Regions from separate parts of the Mus musculus genome. Here all the other regions are linked to region 3. Evidence: chromatin contacts called from public HiChIP or PLAC-seq data. All regions are on one chromosome and are shown on one strand. Each heading gives the region's core, a stretch centred on a gene start, on an enhancer-like site or on the middle of the called end of the contact. The rest is flanking DNA. Distances are from core to core; before and after follow the strand shown.

Evidence for each region. HiChIP or PLAC-seq counts read pairs in DNA pulled down with a chosen protein or histone mark.
Region 1: an H3K27ac HiChIP or PLAC-seq map of embryonic stem cells shows a contact between it and region 3, with 4 times the contacts expected there. The contact joins two enhancer-like sites. A contact is called at or near these places in 1 of 15 datasets of contacts at CTCF or cohesin (the NIH/3T3 cell line), 2 of 484 Hi-C or Micro-C datasets (both in uterus), 5 of 115 datasets of contacts at active chromatin or transcription factors (embryonic stem cells, fibro-adipogenic progenitors and stem cell-derived neural progenitor cells) and 1 of 9 other capture datasets (embryonic stem cells).
Region 2: an H3K27ac HiChIP or PLAC-seq map of embryonic stem cells shows a contact between it and region 3, with 4 times the contacts expected there. The contact joins two enhancer-like sites. A contact is called at or near these places in 1 of 15 datasets of contacts at CTCF or cohesin (the NIH/3T3 cell line), 2 of 115 datasets of contacts at active chromatin or transcription factors (both in embryonic stem cells) and 1 of 9 other capture datasets (embryonic stem cells).

Annotation. Positions count from the first base shown.
Region 1 is chr4:105,458,687-105,461,892 of GRCm38.p6, reverse strand. No RefSeq gene overlaps it. Among named protein-coding and RNA genes, the nearest start is that of Gm40217, 140 kb to the right of the region's middle. Within about 2 kb of position 1,677, at least 15 of the 459 cell types and tissues checked have an H3K27ac peak or open chromatin away from gene starts, as enhancers often do. A contact at or near this core is called in embryonic stem cells, where this site is marked.
Region 2 is chr4:105,422,216-105,425,627 of GRCm38.p6, reverse strand. No RefSeq gene overlaps it. Among named protein-coding and RNA genes, the nearest start is that of Gm40217, 100 kb to the right of the region's middle. Within about 2 kb of position 1,812, at least 18 of the 459 cell types and tissues checked have an H3K27ac peak or open chromatin away from gene starts, as enhancers often do. A contact at or near this core is called in embryonic stem cells, where this site is marked.
Region 3 is chr4:105,906,908-105,910,348 of GRCm38.p6, reverse strand. No RefSeq gene overlaps it. Among named protein-coding and RNA genes, the nearest start is that of Gm29922, 63 kb to the right of the region's middle. Within about 2 kb of position 1,863, at least 22 of the 459 cell types and tissues checked have an H3K27ac peak or open chromatin away from gene starts, as enhancers often do. A contact at or near this core is called in embryonic stem cells, where this site is marked.

The sequences.
Region 1 (3,206 bases), core at 428-2,927, 450 kb after region 3:
ATAAGAAAATGAGTAGATGCATACCTGGCTGGATAGGAAGCATGTCTAAGCAGAAGATACATACATTTCTAAGCAGAAGACCCAAATGTGGTAGCAATGGTGGTGATTCAACTTACAGATAATGCTTGTCTACACAGTACAATAACATGAACATTTTCACTACAAACTCATGTTAAAAAGCCTACCCTCACCCCATTATTAGGATGTGTAGTTTTTGGAGGGCTGTTAAGCCATGAGGGTAGAGCCCTCACAGATCGAATTGATGACCATCTACAAGGCATATCAGAGTGCTCTCTTGGTACATATAAGACTACAAGAAGCAACTGGCTGACTGCAACTTGAAAGACGGTTCTCCACAAGAATCAGATCATGCTGCCAGCCCTGCCTGTATGTCACCTAGGTTCAAAAACTTTGAGCAATGAATGAATAGTCTTTAGAAGCCAGCCAGTCTATGGCACTTTGATGCAGCAGCCATGAGTGACTAAGATACTCAGAGTGGTACATTTTAGGATCAAGTCTGTGACAAGTGTCAGAGCATAAGTGAAGATGTGGTGGTAGCAGATGAGACAGGGGGTGAGGTCACTGTGATAACTGGTCTCCTCGCTTTGAGAGATGAGAATCTATTAGAGAGTTGATCAGATGGGATCGAGCAGCACATGTCTCCAAGTGTTCTGTGTTGAGAAAGTGGAAAGGGGAAAGAAGGAATACCCAGACAATCAGACAATCGTCAGTACACACAACAGTGCAAGGTGGCTTAGGCTGGGCTGCAGCGCTTGTGGGATGAGAGGCAGAGGAGTTAGGATATAATTTGAAATCAATTGACAGGTTAAATGCAGAGTGCAATAAAAAGCGAAGATGCAGGACAGGCAGCTCATTTACAGGGCTGAGTAATTTGATGAAAGGAATTGTTGTTGATTTAAATGGGGAAGACTAAGAAAAACAGATCTTGTCTGGGATCAGGGGAATTCTGTTGTGGAAAAGTAAGGTTGGGGGTTGTTTCAGTATCTGAGAGATGTGACACTGGCAATTAGAAAGAAGACACCAAAGTTCACCAAAGAGATACAGGAGAGGCAGGAACAGACATTGAGGACTTGTCAGCATGCCCACAGCATTTCAGCCCATAAGACTAGATGAGAACATCAAAGGGGGTGGAAACAAGGTCGATGGGGAACTGGAGCTGAACCCAGGCGGGTTCAATTTTAAGAAATCAGAAGTTTGTGAGCAACTAACACAAAAGAAAAGTAACCAGTGAACTGGGAAGAAAGCCAAGGGAGGATGGTGAAAGGCCAAAAGAAAGGATCCACTGTGTCAACACATGGACCAAAGAAATGCAGACAGACCATTAACCTTGGGTTTAACAATGCAGAAATCCATGGGCTGTCTGGTGGGGGGTGGGGAGCCTTGCAAAGAATGGAGTGAGAGCCTGACTGGAGGAAGGGTTTACAAAGACAAAAGGGTAGGATGGATGGCCTAGTATACATAGATGGTTCACCTGTGGCCAGCCCAGTTTGTACTCAGAATCTAAAATTATAAGACACCAGTCTGGCAAATAACTTACTTAAATGTTCTAAGCAGAGACAACTTGTTCCAAGCATCTATTAGCTCACTACACCCAACCATTCATCCGCATATCTATGCAAATCTCCTGTCCAGCGTTTGAATGTCAATGATGATGTTGCACAACCACACTTTACCTGGGGAGAAGAAGTGTACACATCCCCAGATAGGGAGTCCACAACAGAGCAAAGTACAGATATCACAAGAGGCCAACTTGGTGAGCCAGTGAGTTTTATTGAGGCCACTTACAGTAATGTGGATGCGGTTTAACTTACTGGGGAAGGATGGCTTGAAGACAGCTGTCTCACCAAAGCCTATCCCAGCCTCTGGAACACACTGCACAACCTGCAGGCAGCCTAACAGGGTGGAAAGTATCTTTTTAAAAGAAGCTTAGTTGAGCTGAACCTCTTTTAGGCAGCTTGGCTGGTTTTGGTTTCTTTTAGCTAGTTGGTCTGGTCTCAGAGCTTGGTTTGTCTGGGAATCTTTAGAGTCAAACTCTAGTTTTTGCTTTTGTTCGTTTGTTTTGTTTATTTGTTTGTTGTTTTGGTTTGGGGTTTTTGTTTTGTTTTGTTTTTGTTTGGGTGATGGTGGGTTTTTTTTCCCAGTTGGTTGTTTAGATTGTTTTGTTTGCTTATTTGTTTGTTTTGTAGTTTTTATTATTTACTCTATCCCAGAGGGGCCTAGAGTATCTGGTCAGTTTTAGGGACTTGAAGCTATTTCAGGTTTTTTTTTTTTTAATCTCTCTGTTTAAGGGGCTTTCTGTAGGATGAAATGTTCTCATCGCTACAGAAGTTGTTACACAGTAAACGGTCAGATCTCTTCCAGTCCAGAGCCAAAGCCTGGAGAGTTCACACTGGGATGATCATTCTCAACTAGGCTATGCGGAAGAATCTCCTAAAAGTACAAAGCTTATTCCCCAACAATCTTTGGGAAGGTTCATGAGAGTTTTTTTTCTGTCCTATAACTCATCATGTAGACCAGGCTGTCCTCAGATTCAGAGCCCCATCTGCCTTTGCCTCCTGAGTGCTGGGATTAAAAGCATACATCGGCGCCACCCAGTTTTTTAGCAACAATCTTACTTCAACAAATCTCTGTCTCCTCCAAGAGTATCTCCTGCAGGGTCAGGGTCAGGGTCAGTGATTGATTAGGACCGTTGCCCTAATTAAGGAGGCAGCAACAAAACAGGTCAGTCTTGTGAAACTGAGTATAGGCTCAGCTTCAGTCATCTCTCCACAACTTTTCTCCCTGTCCATCTCTCTGTCGATACGATAACTCAAAGGGCCATTGTCTTTATCTTGACCCATGGGAATTGCTTTCCATGAGGTTTCTCTGCATCTGAGCCTGTCCCTTCCCATCTATATTCTTAAATGCTATCAACTTATTCTTCTCAGCTAGTCATGGGCTTCCTTTAAATATTTCTGATGTGCTGGGCAGTGGTGGCGCCCACCTTTAATCCCAGCACTTTGGAGGCAGAGGCAGGCAGATTTCTGAGTTCGAGGCCAGCCTGGTCTACAAAGTGAGTTCCAGGACAGTCAGGGCTATACAGAGAAACCCTGTCTCGAAAAACAAAAAAAGAAAAAGAAAAAAAAAAATTCTGGTGCGGTTTATTGGCTTGAGGTTAAGACTCAAAGTCATGTTGCAATGGTCCC
Region 2 (3,412 bases), core at 563-3,062, 480 kb after region 3:
CATCCCACCCCTGCGGCCACATTATCTCCCCTGTTATCAGCATCCTGCATTGATACAGCATATATGTTACAGTTAACGCTGAGCCAGCATTGACACACTTCCTGACTGAAGTCTGTTCCTTACGTTAGGATTGTCTTTGTATTGTGCACTCTGTGGATTTTTTGACAACTAGGTGTCAGGCATCCGCCATTGCAATGTCTTCCAGAATAGTTTTATTGTCCCTTATTCTGGCCTCTTGACCCCTCACCCAACTACAGTCTGTCACCGACATTCATACTGTCTTTATGGTATGTCTACCAAGACATATGTCATCTTGTGAGAAACATATGGCATGGCACGCAGCATTGCAGATTGGCTTCTTTCTCTTAGCCGTATGCATTTACATTCCACCCCCACCCCCGTCTCCCATTGCTTAAGTTTTGATTAGGAGGAGAGGTCTTCACTCAAAGCTGAATGAGGGTTCTCTAAGGAAGCTGAGCGAAGAATCTTTGGCCCTTTGTTCTTGTGCTCTGGAGAGCTCTGCACCTTTGCCCTTAAAACTTGATTTCCTGCTCTAGAAAAAGTCCCACCCCTAAGGCATCTGGCCTCTCAACCGTGACCCTTTTAAAATGCAAATATTCTGAGATCCCTGTAGGAGTTTCAGGAGTGGACCCAGGGCGTTTTCCTGCAGGAAGAGGCCATCATCTGTCCCCATAGCCCCTTGCCTAGAGATGGGACTCTGGAGAGCGGAAAGCAGAAAGGTAGATGACAGGGAATTCCTTACCCACGTCTTCTAGCTGGAGGTTCAAATAGTTTCAGTGGTCACACTTCATGAAGCAAGAACAACCACAAAAATCAGAACACAGCAAAAGGTCTTGTAAATTTCATCCATGAACATACATGACTTGACCATATTTAATTTTTAGTGATAACTTTTACCAAAAAAATAGCAGTTAAAGATCCTCAGAACTTTTAATTTATCAGCACTTATTTATTTACTGAGCACCTAAGAATTTATGATCCTGTGCAAGTACAAAGTAGTGTGACCTCAAGATAAAGCAGATGGATACGTGTTTCTGCCCTGCTCCATCAAGGAAGGCTTCCCGGAACAATGGAACTTGATCATGGAGGTGGAGGATGACCTAGATGGGAACATGACACACTAGAGAGGACCTGGGTTGCTGACAGTGGGACTCTATTCTAGAAAGAGTGAGCAGCTCTGTTGGGCTCAGAAGAGGGCATTCTTTAGAAGTGGGGCCTGGGCACTCCCAGGTCTATGGCAGGAAGTATAGCCTGCAAGAACATGGAGCTGGGCACTCCAGTTCTGTAGCTAGGAACCATCGCCTTCGAGGATGTGGGCTAGGCACCCAACAGGACAGATTTCAGTTTACCTCTCTTCCCAGGCCCAGCCTTTCCTGAAGTGTAGTCCCTGAACCCTTGTCCCAAACCCCTGTTGTAAGTTCTTAGAGCATTTAAGGACTTCCTTCTTCCGGCCCGAGTCCTTGGCTGCTGTGATCTTCATTGTCCCCCTTAAGGAACAACTTTATTCTCATTTCTGAAGGTCAGACAATAGAATTCTTGTGAGAGGTCCTTCTCTGGAACCAGACAACAAGGCAACCTTGCCTCAGCCTGAGGAGGAGTGGGTGGGGCAGCATTTCCTTCCTGGAAATCAGTTTGCCTGCACTCTGGCTCCCCACCCTGCTGCTCTGACCACTGCCTTGTCCTGCCAGGACCCTATCCCCCCACCCCTACCCCCACCCCCATTCCTGATTACCCAGCAGCTACTCCTCAGCCCTGTCCTTGGTGACGGTTTTCCACATTAAAGGTCAGACTCTTGGGTGACTCAGCTGTTTTGTCAAACAGCTCCCCCATGCTTTCCAAGTCAGGGAAGGCTTGGGTCTGCAGAGACTACATAGAAATAAATCAGCAAACAGGTGCCTGTAAGCATAGTCTTTTAATCTGTCTTTCTCCTGACTGCCTTCATGTGTCTATGAACACACCATACACACACTCACACACACACACACACACACACACACACACACACACACACACACACACGGGAGGGGGAAAGAGGGTACTTGGTCCTCTTATTACTTGTGCTCACCCCACTACCTTCCCATTACTCATCATTCTTGACCCTGCTCCACCCCCACCCCCACCCCATGCCCCAGCCAGTTCTCACACCATCAGGGACCTGAAGGCTACCTGTGGTAGAATGAAAACACCAACACCTTGAAATCAGAAAGAGTTCAAATGACAGCTATAGCAACTGTTGTACTAATCTGTGTAAGGTATCACTCTCTCTCTCTCCTCTTCTCCCTCAGCCCAAGTCCAGAGATTTAAAGAAAAAGGAAAGACTTTCCCTGTGGATTGAACTACTCAGCTCATAAGTAACTTAGAACAGTGGCTGCAACAAAGTGTTATCATAGTGTATATGTCGGGTCGTCCCTTAAAGCCAGACTGCCCATGAAGACCATAAGGAGGCAGAGGGAAGAGAAAGGGCTCCTGCTTCAGTGGGAAGATAAAGAGAATTAATGGGTTTGACAAAATCTAGTCACTAGACTCCTATAAATCAATCTATCCTCCCTCTCTTCCTTTAATTAGCAAATTTCTCCACATGAACCAAATGGGAGAGTCCTGTCTTCCATGCACACTATGGGCTGAATTTCCCAGCCTTCTTTGAATCTAGCAGTGGCCATACAGTGGAACATAAATAAAGTAGGGGAAGACAGTCTCGTTCTCGGGTCACTTTCTAAACAGAGAAGCAGAGGAGGAGGAAGACGAGGAAGACAAGGAGGGGGAGAGGAAAAAGTTGTTCCCCTTGCTTTCTTTTGCTCTTCCCTTTAGCTAAGGATGGGTTGATAATTTCCTTGAAAGTAGACAGGGAAGCCACGTTTCATATGACAAACTTCTAGAGTGTTGCACGAGGGCAAAAGCACATCTGTTTGATTTAGGTCCTGTCGTTGAATGAGCCCAAAATAGCAGCGTAGTTAGCCTCCGACTCATTTCCAGTGAGACCTCCCCCAGTGGTTTTCAACAGATCAGCAAAGCTCTGTTTCCTTTGTTGCCTCTGGCCCGATTCTGACAATGTCTGTCTTACCTAAGACTGTGTCCCTTCCCACCTGGCCCTGGGTCTCCAGTCAGTCCTCACCCCAGCCCAGGACAATTTCAGGAGCAGTAACAAAACTTTCTACAGTAGGTACATGTTTCAAATTGTTACACTCCTAGCACAGTGTGCTGTCACTTCTATTAGCATGGAATATTGCCACTAAGGAGACCTAGATAACAAGAGCGCCCATCAGGGTAGCTTTTGCTCATTTTCTTCTTCAAATGTCTCATTTAGTTTTCGACACTTGATTGCAAATCATGCTCTAGTACCCAAAGAGTGTTCTTCTGGGACCATTTCAGGATCTTTTATGAGAGGCAGGAA
Region 3 (3,441 bases), core at 614-3,113:
GTATGTGGGGGGAGCATATGCACACACATGTGCATAGATGCATGTCTTCACTCTAGAATCCAGGTGAATATTGAAGGGTTTATTTGGACCTTTACCGTGTACGAATATCTCACCATTTTCCATTAAACCCTTCAGAGTTGATAATTTTCTTTCCTTTTGACACTTTATTTATCATATATTTACTAGTTACACATTTGTGGATCCCAAACTTCATATAAGTGTTTGGCAATCCTGCAAATAGATACAGTTAAAGAAACTAGTGTTCAGGGAGAGCCAGCGCCTAAGGTTGTAGAGCGAGTGAGGGGATGGTTTTCTGTGATCTGAACTTAAGTCTTTGTGTAGCTGCCCATTTGAAATGGATTCTTATTTGAGAGCCAGCTAATAAACACAGGCTCTTAGAGCCAGTCATTTGATCTACAGGGTCTACCTACCAAGTTCATGTGAGAGTTATTCACCAAGTTTCTAGCATGCAGTTTTCCAAATTTTGGGGAAGAGCCTTGTGTTTGGTTTCTCTTTCCTACCATTCAGTGAGCCTGAAGTTTTGAGAAGACAGGTGGCCTAAAACCACATACTGTGAAGCAAAACACTCTTAGGTACTGGAGGTTGAATTCCCAGCCTTAAGCTTCCTCCCTCTGGGGAGCCATGCAAATCCACAGAAAAACAGAACATAAAATAACAAGTTTATTAATGGCTGAACAAGCCCGGAAAACCACACTGCAAAGCAGAGGTTGTTGTATCCTGGATCTAGATTTGAGACTGTGAGCTCAGCTTTGCCGAGGAACATGTTTGGATTGGTGAAGCAGAACCCAAGTTCACCTAAACAACTGTAAGAACAAGGATGGCTTCCTGAGTCAGTCAAGTTAGGGAGGGATAACTGCTGGGTGTCTCTCACCAGATGCCTGTGGCAGGGAGACAGGAAATGGGCAACAGGAAGTGCTCTGTAGACAGATGTGTCGAAGATAACAGTCCACTGAAGTGTGTGTGTGTGTGTGTGTGTGTGTGTGTGTGTGTGTGAGAGAGAGAGAGAGAGAGAGAGAGAGAGAGAGAGAGAGAGAGAGAGCTCTTCCCCGTGGCATAGGAAATAGATTAGGTCATGCTACACTTCTGAGGAGTATGCCATTGCCACTAATGATCTAGCTATCAGGACTATCCAAAGGCTGTCTAACGAGGTGGACAATTGCTTTTCTTCTTCAGTTCCCGGTGGAGCTACCAAGGACAAGCATGTAGTCATAGACATTCATTCACTGTCAAGGCTGAGGTATGGGGTGAGCCATTGGTGGAGATGTATTCTTCCTCCTTTGTAGTAAGTCAAGTTCTGTATTAGCAGAAGACATGATTGCCCGGAGGCAACAGCTTCCATTCCACCAATATATATGAGAACTTATCTCACCAAGGTGACAGGCTGCTGAACAGTGTGGACCTGGCTGTCCTTTGTCCCTCTCAGAAGGAGCTGACATTCTAGTTGAAGAGATAGTCAGAAACTACCAATTAAAGAGATAAACAGAGAAAACAGTGGGGGAGTTTCAGTTAAAGGTCTAACAGAACAGAATAATGTTGGGAGAGACCATTCCATACAGCATGGCCAAGGAGAACCTCCTCTACAGACAAAACTTAAATTGTAAATTAGTGTTAAAATAGCATGAGAGCAGAGGGAGGAAATGACAACATCTCTGGCTGGGAAATTTAAGTCAGTTGAAGTGACTTTACTCATAGCCATCCAGCAGGCCATCAGCAAGCTCAGACTAAAATCTGGGGCCAGAAATGTTTCTTCTGTTTAAGGCTTTTATCTTGCTAGGGTCTTGGATCACTTCTTTTGGATCAAATGGCCTAGTGGTGGTGGGGGATAGCTGTCTTCAGAGAGTCAACCTTTACATTTTGAAAGAAGCAGCAGAGGTCAGGAAAAGAAAACACTTGTCATGCAAAAGGGCTCTTTAAAAAGACAATGCAAAATTTAAATCACACCTGTGAGTTTAAGCTTCAAGCACTTTCCCCTTTGCTGTAAGTTTGGTTACTCCACAGACTTGTGAGCCAACAGATGGACAATGATTCAGAGACTGGAAAGCACATGCTAGAAATTATCAGATACCTGATGTTTTCTCTCTCTCTCTCTCTCTCTCTCTCTCTCTCTCTCTCTCTCTCTCTCTCTCACACACACACACACACACACACACACACACACACACACTTGCACTTGCACACGTGCGCGCACACACACGGGGGGGGGGGGGAGGGAGGGAGAAATGGCCATTTCACTCATTTACCTTTAGAGAATCTCTTTCCCCACCCCCTTTCTCTGGAAATTGGAAACAAAAGTGGCTTGGTTCCGAGGTGGCGAGAGCTCCTACAGTATGCTCTTTTCTCGTCTGCCTTTTATCTCTTCCAGGGACAATCAGATGCCAGAAATGTGTCACTTCAAGCAGTCCTGCACATTTCATGAAACATCTTATTTGGATAAAACTTAAATTATTACCACACCAGTTTCTGCACACTCCCCGCACCCCGATCTTTTCCAAGAATAGCCGTAACCAAGCCTGACAAACTACTGATTTCACCAAAGCAATTGCAATGCCTGTTAGACATCAGAGCCAACTGGATGAGGCGGACCAAAATCACAGCAGTGCTTTAGAGAGATGTCCCTGAGATCTGAGACACAGAGAGGCCTTCCTCCAGGCGGTCTTCACACATGGGCTAGCAGATCGATAAAGAGCATCTGGGCATAGGAAGTATGTAGCATCCCCCCTCATTTTGCTTTTTGCTGATGTCTCTTCAGCCAATGTCAATGATGAGGCAGAGCTCTGGACATTGGAGTCTTATGACCACTAGACTGTCTAGGCATAGATACAATCAAGTCAATGACCAGTGATGGTATCCGGGGTTGGAGCAGGGAAGCATACAATGTGAAATACAGAGGCACTTACCAACAGAGAAGAAACAGAACAATACCATTCGGCGGCGGAGAAGAAAAGGAACCTTGTGCCTCAGGACCATGGACCAGGTGGCATGTGAGTTGGTCCTCTACAGATAGTGAAGACGACATAATAGGCCTGTGGATGGGTAGAGAAGCGTTTTTTCATTATCAAGAAAATGGTGGTTGGTAGCATCCAGGTTCAGGGAGTGTGAGAATGAAGGAATAAGGAAGAGTCTTTGGGAAATAGAAATACCCAGGTGCCTGGTACCCACAGGACAAGATAAAGGCAGCCATGATGGTAACACGGAGAGGGAAAGCTGGTGTGGTGAGAGCCTGGATTCAAAATGGGTCCCCTGCTCTCAATTTAGGGTGTAATCTTGAACATTTCTGTTTGCCCTTCTGAGTTTCATGTTTGTCATCAGCCATGAGGAGAAGGATGCTTGCCATCCAGTGTGGCAATCTTAATGCTGAGATGTAAAAGGTATTAGAGAGATGCTTGGCTCAAAGTAACTGCTCAGAACATTTGGAAGCCC